3 separate regions of the Mus musculus genome follow, and regions 1 and 2 are each linked to region 3. A link is a contact called in public promoter capture Hi-C data. All regions are on one chromosome and are shown on one strand. Each heading gives the region's core, a stretch centred on a gene start, on an enhancer-like site or on the middle of the called end of the contact. The rest is flanking DNA. Distances are from core to core; before and after follow the strand shown. Region 1 overlaps Myo9b (myosin IXb). Region 2 holds the start of Borcs8 (BLOC-1 related complex subunit 8). Region 3 holds the start of Rab3a (RAB3A, member RAS oncogene family).

Region 1 (2,700 bases), core at 127-2,626, 600 kb after region 3:
AATTGTCAGACCCATAGAGGTTCAGCATTACTAAGTTTCTTTTTTGATTATTTTATGGGCGAAGGCACATATGCCATCTGTGGGGGTCATAGGACAACTTTTCTTCCATGTAGGTATGAGGGATTAAATCAGGTCATCGGGCTTGGCACCCTTATCCTCTGAGCCATCTTTTTGGTGGACCCTTCTTAGGTTTCTTCAGCAGCCTTCCCTCACCTCCCCAACACACACACCTTTTCTAGGCCTGGAAGCAGGGTTCCCCAGCAGGCATGCTTATGGCTACCAGGGCCTACTCAGCAGGTGCTATAATAAACACCATTTTAAGTAAAGCCTAGTACTTAACAAAAGGTGGATCTGAGGTGAGTGGAATTGTGGTTCCAGAAGTCACCACAATGCAGGCAGTGTTCCGCATGGAGGAAGCACAGCCTCATGTCCCCTGTTCAGGGAAGACCTTATTCTGAGTCACCTGAGAAGAAGCATTGAAGAGAGACCTTCTAAGGCCAAGATGGAGGGAGGTAGCCATGAAGCCAAGTGTTTCTGCCAGTTTTCCATCATTGTCTTTCCAACTCTGCATGAGTGCTCCTCAGAATGCTGAAGGGCTGGGGTGTAGCTCTCTGGTTGAACTTTAGCTTGGCATGTATGAGAACTCAGGTCCCACACCACCCCTGCACCCATGGAAAAATAAGATTGCAAGGAGAAGACCCTCGGCAGCTTTCCTAGCTTAAGGCTGGGAAGCTTGCTGTGGTCCCTAAAGGAGGGTGAGGAAGGAGCCCAAAACCCCGGGAGGTGGGGCAGGACACACTTACTTCCGCTGTCCTCAGCACTCTGATCAACTTGTGATCTCACAGCCTTTCGCCTCACTGGGACTGAATTTGAGCTAAGTCCCTCTGGTCCTGACTGTTGAGTAGGCTCTGTGGGAGTCAAAGCTTGTATTGTAGAGCTGTTAGGTAGGGCACTGACTAGGACAGGCCGCCCAGCCTTTCCATACCTTGTCCTTTCTAGGAGTTAAAGTAGTCCCACTCGGCTGGTGACTAGGGTTCTGTTCTCCAACCTGCACCATCCTTTTACCTCCTATCTCAGTGCTGTCAAAGACAAGCGACAGGATTCTTGGGTTCAGAAAGCAAAGTGAGCCTCCTGGGGTCACATGGTGTCCCGTCCCAGGGTAGCAGTGCTGGCCCAGGTCCTACTGGCTCTCTGGGACTGCCTTCCTAGCCACTGGACGTAAACTGGCCACATCTGTGCACAGGTGTGTGGAGATGCTCATCAAAGAACAGATGAGGAAGTACAAGATGAAGATGGAGGAAATCAACCACCTGGAGGCTGCTGAGAGCATTGCATTCCGCAGGCTCTCCCTGTTGAGGCAGAATGCTGTGAGTGCTGGCCTTGGGGCTGGGCCTCCTGCGGCTGGGTTATGGTACTCCCACCAGAAACTAGGAAGTGTGCAGTGTGGTCAGGGGCCTTGTGGCACAGGCAGGACAGAGCCCTACCATCACCAAAGGGCTATTTCCAGTCAGACACAGGTTGCTCCTCTGAGGGCCAGGTGAATCAGTTCAGCACATGAGCCTGGCCTGGTTTCCTTCATAGTGCACAGGGAGTTCCCATTACAGAAGGGCCCATGCTGGTGCTGCAGAAGGGGCAGGTCCTGGGCTCCCATTGGAGCCAGTGGGTCTTCAGCCTCCTGGTCTGGTCCTGCTCGTGCCTATTTGGCAGGCTTAGCACACCTGGTCACCCTTGTTATCTCTTCCCCAGCCGTGGCCTCTCAAACTGGGGTTTTCATCACCCTATGAGGGGGTCCGGGTACGTACACATTGCATGGGCCGAGCTGCATGTTCCCAGGTTGTACACTGGGTAGATTTGGCCGTACCATAGAACATGCCCTAACATGTGGAAGTGCATGCTGGTTCTTGGTCCCCACTAGATTCCTGTGGTCCTCTGGACAAAGAGCACTGTATGTGTGTGTATTGGAGGAGGGGGGATCTACTTCATAACTAACCTAGAGCTGCTGGTTCCGCCCTTCACCCAAGCGCTAGACTCCGCCCACATCCTGAGCTCCCCCCCTCCGGTGCTGGACCAGACCTACCTTTTTCGTGTTTCAGATCAAAAGCCCCAGGACCCCAGTGGTCCAAGACCTGGAGCTGGGGGCTCTCCCCGAGGAGGCTGCAGGTGGCGACGAGGACCGAGAAAAGGAGATTCTCATGGAGAGGATCCAGTCCATCAAGGAAGAGAAGCAAGTGTCATGCGCCCCACCCCACCCCCACCTCCCACCCCCATCCAGGCGTCCAGGCGGGTGTTCTAGGCAGGAACAGCCCTGGAACAGCACTGCAGCCAAGCTGCTTGCAGGGTTGGGGGGTCCAGATGCTTGTGCTTGGTGTGAGGGAGGGGCCTAGAGGAGCAGGGCTACTTCCTTTGGGGGTCAGCTCCTGAGGAATAGCCTCAAATATGGTGCCCCCACCCTCAGGGAGGACATCACATATCGACTGCCGGAGCTGGACCCACGGGGTTCTGATGAGGAGAACCTTGACTCAGAGACATCGGCCAGCACTGAGAGCCTGCTGGAGGAGAGGGGCGTGCGGGGGGCCGTGGAAGGTTAGTGTGAAGGTGGCGTCCAACGGCCCTCCCCACTGTGGCAGGCCCAGGGCAGGAGTCCACCTAGTACCCCCGCTGCAGTAACCCCGAGTCTGTCTCTCCAAGGGCCCCCCGCAC
Region 2 (2,700 bases), core at 146-2,645, 620 kb before region 3:
CAGTGTCTGAGTTCTCTGGGGACTCATCTCTGGTGTCCTCAGGATCCTCTAGGTCAGGAACAGGAGGTTGCTGGTTTGGGACAAGGTTCTCTGCAACCTGAGTGGGCTCCATGGAGGAAGCTGGAGTGAAGAGATGACAGTAATTAGCCAAATCTCGTGGTCCCCAAGATGGCTCAGTTGGTAAAGGCGCTTGTCACCAAGTCAGATGACCCAATTTTGATTCCAGGAACCCACAGGGTGGAGGGAAAAAACTGACCCTGGTAAATTGTCCTCTGACCTCCACACCAAACCCACAGCACAGCCTGCCCACAAAATAAATGAATAAATGAGTTCTTATCTGGGGCTGGAGCTTGGTTAGGTGGGGCATGATAGTGCACACCTTTAGTCCTAGTACTTGGGAGGCAGAGGCAGGTAGATCCCTTTGAGTTCAAGACTAGCCTAGTCTAAATAGTGAATTCCAGGACAGCCATGGTCTGCATATTGAGCCTTGCTTTATGACGCCGGGAAAACTGTGGCTTTAGATAAATATCATTGTTAATAAATTAACACCAGAAGCCAAGGCAATAAAATGAGGGTTCTGGCAGCAGTCTGGGTTCCAATCACTTACAAGCTATAAAAACCTAGTCTATGACTAAGCTGAGCCTCATTCCCTCGTTAATAAGGTGAAGATGTAAGGCCTCAGAGAGGTCATATCAGAAAACATCATAGAGAGATACTAATGTCAAACTTATCAATGTCCCACTGTGGTTATTTGGGCCGGAATCCCCCAAAATGACTTAGGACTCAACAAAAGATGCGACGTGTAAGATCCACTCACCTCCCTCCAGCCTCCTCTGTGTCCCTACGCTGCCAGCCTTGGTCTTCCAAAACTCAGGAAGCTCTGTTCACAAACTTTTCTGGTTCAGTAGATCTCGTAAAGAGCAAGTTGGTGACCAGACGCTCAGTTCTCTAGCTTCCTCTCCTGGGACATAGAGCAGCAACTTAATACGCGACGACTACTCCTACTGGAAAACTCCTCCACTGCGCCTGCGCACCCTTGCCCTGCAAAAGTACCAAAAAATAAAAAATAAAAACCCGAAGCTGCTTCTAGCGCTTTAAGACTGGAGGGAGGAGCGTGGCTTCCGCTGAGGCCAATGGGTACAGTGGCGCATGCGCACGCTATCCTTCCTAAAGGGCTGAAGGAGCCTTAGACTCGCTGAAGATTTTATTGCGCGTGCGCTTCCCCGCCCCATGCACCGCCCCCTCCTGTCTGCCCCAATCGGATCCACAGACGGTGGGAGGGCGGAGCATTTGCCCCACGGGGCGGAGACACATGGGCGGGACTTGTCAAATTTAAAGAGACCGAATATTATTGTTACTTTGTCCATAACAATTTCCCTGCCCTGGTCCCTGAGAATTATCTGTACGTGTAGCAGGGAGTCCTTGACGAGGCATACTATAACATCAAGAAATCTCTATCCTCCCGACACGCTCGCATAGGACTGCCTCCTTCCGTCTATCTCGTGTCTGAATAGAAGTTACCTCGTAAGAGGAGCCAGCGCACAGGACGCCAGAACCCATACCTGAACGTTTAAACGTCTCAACCTCCCGACTTCCGCTTCCGGTTTCTGGGCTCTGCTGGCTGCCTTCACTATGGAAGAACCTGAGATGCAGCTGAAGGGAAAGAAAGGTGTTGCGGGACCCTAGAGGGGTTGGAGGGGCCTAGAGAGGGCAACGCGGGAAGGTACATGACAAAGAGCCGCCGTAGACCTCCCGGCCTGCGGGGTTCGATGGAAAAGGGAGGCCGGTGTCTCCCGCCGGGAGGTGTTGTGATGTATAATGATCCCGGGCAGGAAAAGGCTCTTTTCTACTTCTGAGATAAGGTCCCGGGATGTAACCCTGGCTATATTGGAACTCGCTGTGTAGACCGGGATGGTCTCAAACCTCTCTGCCTTCTGAGAGTTGGAATTAAAAGCAGAATCCATCCAGGTCCCTGCTCAGTGTAATGTGGTTTTTAGCCTGTGAATACGTAAAGGAGTATGTGGGCTTGGTGGCGCAATACTCTAATCCTCTCTTCTCAAGAGACAAGAAATTGAAGGCCAGTTTGGTCTGCACATTGAAACTCAAATCTCGAGAGAAGAGCTGGGGCTTTAGCTCAGTCGTAAACACTTTGACCAGCGCATTCAAAGCTCTGGGTTTGATCCCCGACACTGCAAAATATATTAAGGACCAGATAAGTAGATTATTTTCTTTAGCTGATGGGAGCCCTGCGTGGTAAGAGGAGTTGGTGTCATCTGCCACCATTAGCCTGGTCAGAGCTTGTCTGATACAGGAAGGAGTGGGGGATGAAGGGGACTGAAGTTGGAAGCAACAGGATCCTTGATGGATGGAGCAGGAAGAATAGAGATTTCCTGACTGGGAAAGCTGTTGGTCAAAGTCTACCCTGGGATGATGGTTTTGGTGCAGTTGACTTGTGGTAGGAACATGAGTTCTGGAGTAAAGGAAACAGGCTTAACAGGAACTTGAATGGATTCTGCAGAGGGCAGCCTTAGCAGGCATGTTTCTGGAACAGGGCCTGTGATATACCTCAGAGCTGTTCCCACACAGCAAGGGACGTGGCCTTCCACATCATTCCTGCCACAGAGTAGAGGCCTCACGAGATTGTGGACTTTAGGCACCTTTGAGTTCTGTGTTCATCCTCTGGGCAGCTGGATATGGTGG
Region 3 (2,716 bases), core at 183-2,682:
GTCTCTGCATGAAGTGCAGGGGAAGCAGGAAATAAGCTTCCTCCAGCGGCCCCGGATTGGGCGGGGCTCCAGGCTCCTCGCGGGGGTGGACGAGCATCCAGGCGACAAGTTATTCTGGTCCATTGGCGCCTCCGCAGCTGGCGGGGAGGTCTATAAACAGGGCCAGGACACGTTCCCAGTTCTGCTTCCTGTGGGAATGGAAGCGATGGGGACCCTGCCCGGCCGCACGGAGAGGAAGAATAGGATAGACCCCAGATTCCCACCTTGACAGGCAGATTTGCAGGAATGAGTCGTGTGTATCATAGCGGCTTGGAAGTCTGCATTTCTGCGCCCACCTTCCTGAGACACAGGGTTACCCGGGTCCCAGTGTCCATATCGTAAAGGGCGTTGGGCAGCTACTCTTGAATCTTCTCTGCTTCCTTGGTCTTTCATTACAATTTTGGAAGACTTATGGGTCAGGATACTTCTGAGCCCTAAGTGCGCAAGGAAGCAAGGGGTTCTCTGGGGACTCATCAGACCCTTTTCTCTTTGCACAGACCGGATTTTCTCCTTTATTTCTTTGAGGCAGGGTTTTATGTGGATCAAGCTGACTTTAAGACACTATGTAACTGAGGATCACCTTGGACTTCTGCTTCTCCCCTCCTTCCCTTCTCCTCCCAGTGCAGAGAACAGGAGCCTGGATCAACCCAGGTCTTTGTGATGCAGGTTCCCCACCAAACTGAGAATTATCCTCAGCCCATCAAAAAACAGTTCTTTCTTTCTTTCTTTTTTTAAAAATTATTTATTTATTTGCTTGTTTATTTTGTTTTTTGAGACAAAGTTTCTCTTCATAGTCCTGCTGTCCTGGAACTCACGTTGTAGACCAGGCTGGCCTCGAACTCACAGAGATCTGCCTCCATCTCCCTTCTGAGTGCTGGGACTAAAAATTCTGTGTGGTCTTTAATGAGTTTTTTGAGCCCTAAAATGTAATCAAGATGTATGCCTGCCAATCCAACACTTGTGAGGTGCAGGCGGGAGGATCAAGAGTTCAAGATCAGCCTCTGCTACTTGGCAAGTTCGAGACCAGCTTGTTACTTGAGACCATTTCTCAAAACAAAACCTAAACTCCTGAGTGCTTCACGTCTCAAAAGCAAGGACTTCTAACCACAAGTTTCCAACCAGAGCTAGGTCCTGGCCTCAGCCTCTCCGCCCTTCAAACACCTAGCAGTCACCATTGGGCCTCTAAAGACGTAGGAATCGCTGATTTGATATTCGGTCCGTCGCTCGAGAGCATCAGCCAATGGAAACTTCATGCCTCCCTAGAGCCCCGTCTTCCAGTGGCTTACCAGGCCCTGCCCCTCTTCTGCCGGCGCAGGCCAGTGTGGTCCCGCGGCTGTCGATGCAGTCCCTCCCCTAACGTCACAGCTTCGTTTGCATAGAAAGCCCCGCCCCTGGCTTTGCAGGACGTCAGCTAGGACTGCAGGGGCCTGAGCCTCCTCCGCTGCCGCCTGCAGCCCCCGCCGCCGCCTGCATCCCCCGCATCCTCTTCTGGGGCCCGGTCGCCAGCGCAGTCGCCACGGTCGCCGTCGCCAGCGTTGTCTCAGCTTAGAGAGGGTAAGGGTGAGCGCAACCCAGGTCCACACACTGAGGAGCCCGCGTTTCACTGACAGCTGGGGGATCAAGGGGAGCGCAACTCGGGTGTAGTGGCTATGGGTCTCGCATTTGGCATTCTTGGTCCCGCATCCCGCACCCCTCGCCCTTAACCTGGCACCTGGGGCCCGGGCTCTGCGACAGAGGGGGAGGGGAAAGCCAGGCCTTGCGGGAGGCTTGTGCGTGCTCGTGCTCGTGGGGTGAACACGCGTGTGCGCGCCCGCTGGGCATGGAGAGGCTCGAGTGACCGCAGGACGCGCAGCGTGCACACTTGTGATACGTTGTGCGTGCATGGTCCGCGTGCGCGGTGCGCGTGGATCTTAGTTCAAGTATGTGCTCACACGCGTGTGGAGCCATGCGCGTGTGTGGTGTGTCCTCCCGGATGGCCAGGTACAGTCGTGCATTGGTGCAGGGAGCTGTGCTCACACATGGGCTTGCACACACCATACATGTCTGCTTGTTTCGCCTGTTAGCACCACTCTTGCATGCAGGGCAGGTGTTTGGGTCTGCCTGCCCTAGATGCTTCATTGTGCTTGTGTGTGTGTGTGTGTGTGTATGCGTGCGCGCTCTTGTGCTCGCGATTTTGTGTGTGTGAGCCTACGTTCATCCTGTCTTCGTCACGTGATGTGGCTATCTCAGGGCCCCAGTTCTTGCAGGAGAAAAATAAGGATGAGCGAGAACTGGGGATCCTCCTGTATTCATGTTCCGGTGTGGGTCTCTGTGAGAGACTGATGGGAAGGCAGAGGAGGCTCAGTCTTCCCTCAGGGTACAGGGGAATCTGAGGTTCACAGCCTGCTTAAAACCTTGGTGCTGTCAAGGTCACAGCTCTGCCTTATGTTGGTTGGGGGGGTTGAGCATGTGACATTGGGGGGTATCCTCACCTACCCCTGTGCCGTGCCCACCCTGTGCGTGGTCCTGATGCTCCCCTCAGGCCCTCTGTGCCACGCCTCCCGCAGATGGCTTCCGCCACAGACTCTCGCTATGGGCAGAAGGAGTCCTCAGACCAGAACTTCGACTATATGTTCAAGATCCTGATCATTGGGAACAGCAGCGTGGGCAAAACCTCGTTCCTCTTCCGCTACGCAGA

The links. Promoter capture Hi-C pulls out the DNA fragments that hold promoters and counts their contacts.
Region 1: a promoter capture Hi-C map of embryonic stem cells shows a contact between it and region 3. The contact joins the enhancer-like site here to the promoter of Rab3a in region 3. A contact is called at or near these places in 6 of 39 promoter capture datasets (the 3T3-L1 cell line, 3T3-L1-derived adipocytes, cranial neural crest and 3 more), 3 of 484 Hi-C or Micro-C datasets (cerebellum, cortical neurons and embryonic stem cells), 3 of 115 datasets of contacts at active chromatin or transcription factors (embryonic forebrain, embryonic stem cells and large pre-B cells) and 3 of 9 other capture datasets (embryonic stem cells, liver and pancreatic islet).
Region 2: a contact with region 3 is called in a promoter capture Hi-C map of erythroid cells, with 3 times the contacts expected there. The contact joins the promoter of Borcs8 here to the promoter of Rab3a in region 3. A contact is called at or near these places in 2 of 39 promoter capture datasets (erythroid cells and neural stem cells).

The regions. Positions count from the first base shown.
Region 1 is chr8:71,356,870-71,359,569 of GRCm38.p6, forward strand. Myo9b (myosin IXb) reads left to right here. Exons shown (of 40, transcript NM_001142322.1): 36 at 1,244-1,367; 37 at 1,747-1,794; 38 at 2,094-2,224; 39 at 2,456-2,583; 40 at 2,689-2,700. Among named protein-coding and RNA genes, the nearest start is that of Use1, 9.0 kb to the right of the region's middle. Within about 2 kb of position 1,377, at least 8 of the 459 cell types and tissues checked have an H3K27ac peak or open chromatin away from gene starts, as enhancers often do. A contact at or near this core is called in embryonic stem cells, where this site is marked.
Region 2 is chr8:70,138,104-70,140,803 of GRCm38.p6, forward strand. It overlaps Borcs8 (BLOC-1 related complex subunit 8), which reads left to right and starts at 1,396. Exons shown (of 6, transcript NM_001145552.2): 1 at 1,396-1,669. The coding sequence starts at 1,633. Rfxank (regulatory factor X-associated ankyrin-containing protein) reads right to left here and starts at 1,094. Exons shown (of 9, transcript NM_011266.2): 1 at 818-1,094; 2 at 1-120. The coding sequence starts at 112. It overlaps Gm45929 (predicted gene, 45929), which reads left to right and starts at 1,396. Exons shown (of 9, transcript NM_001310055.1): 1 at 1,396-1,669.
Region 3 is chr8:70,753,271-70,755,986 of GRCm38.p6, forward strand. Rab3a (RAB3A, member RAS oncogene family) reads left to right here and starts at 1,433. Exons shown (of 5, transcript NM_009001.7): 1 at 1,433-1,593; 2 at 2,586-2,716. The coding sequence starts at 2,586.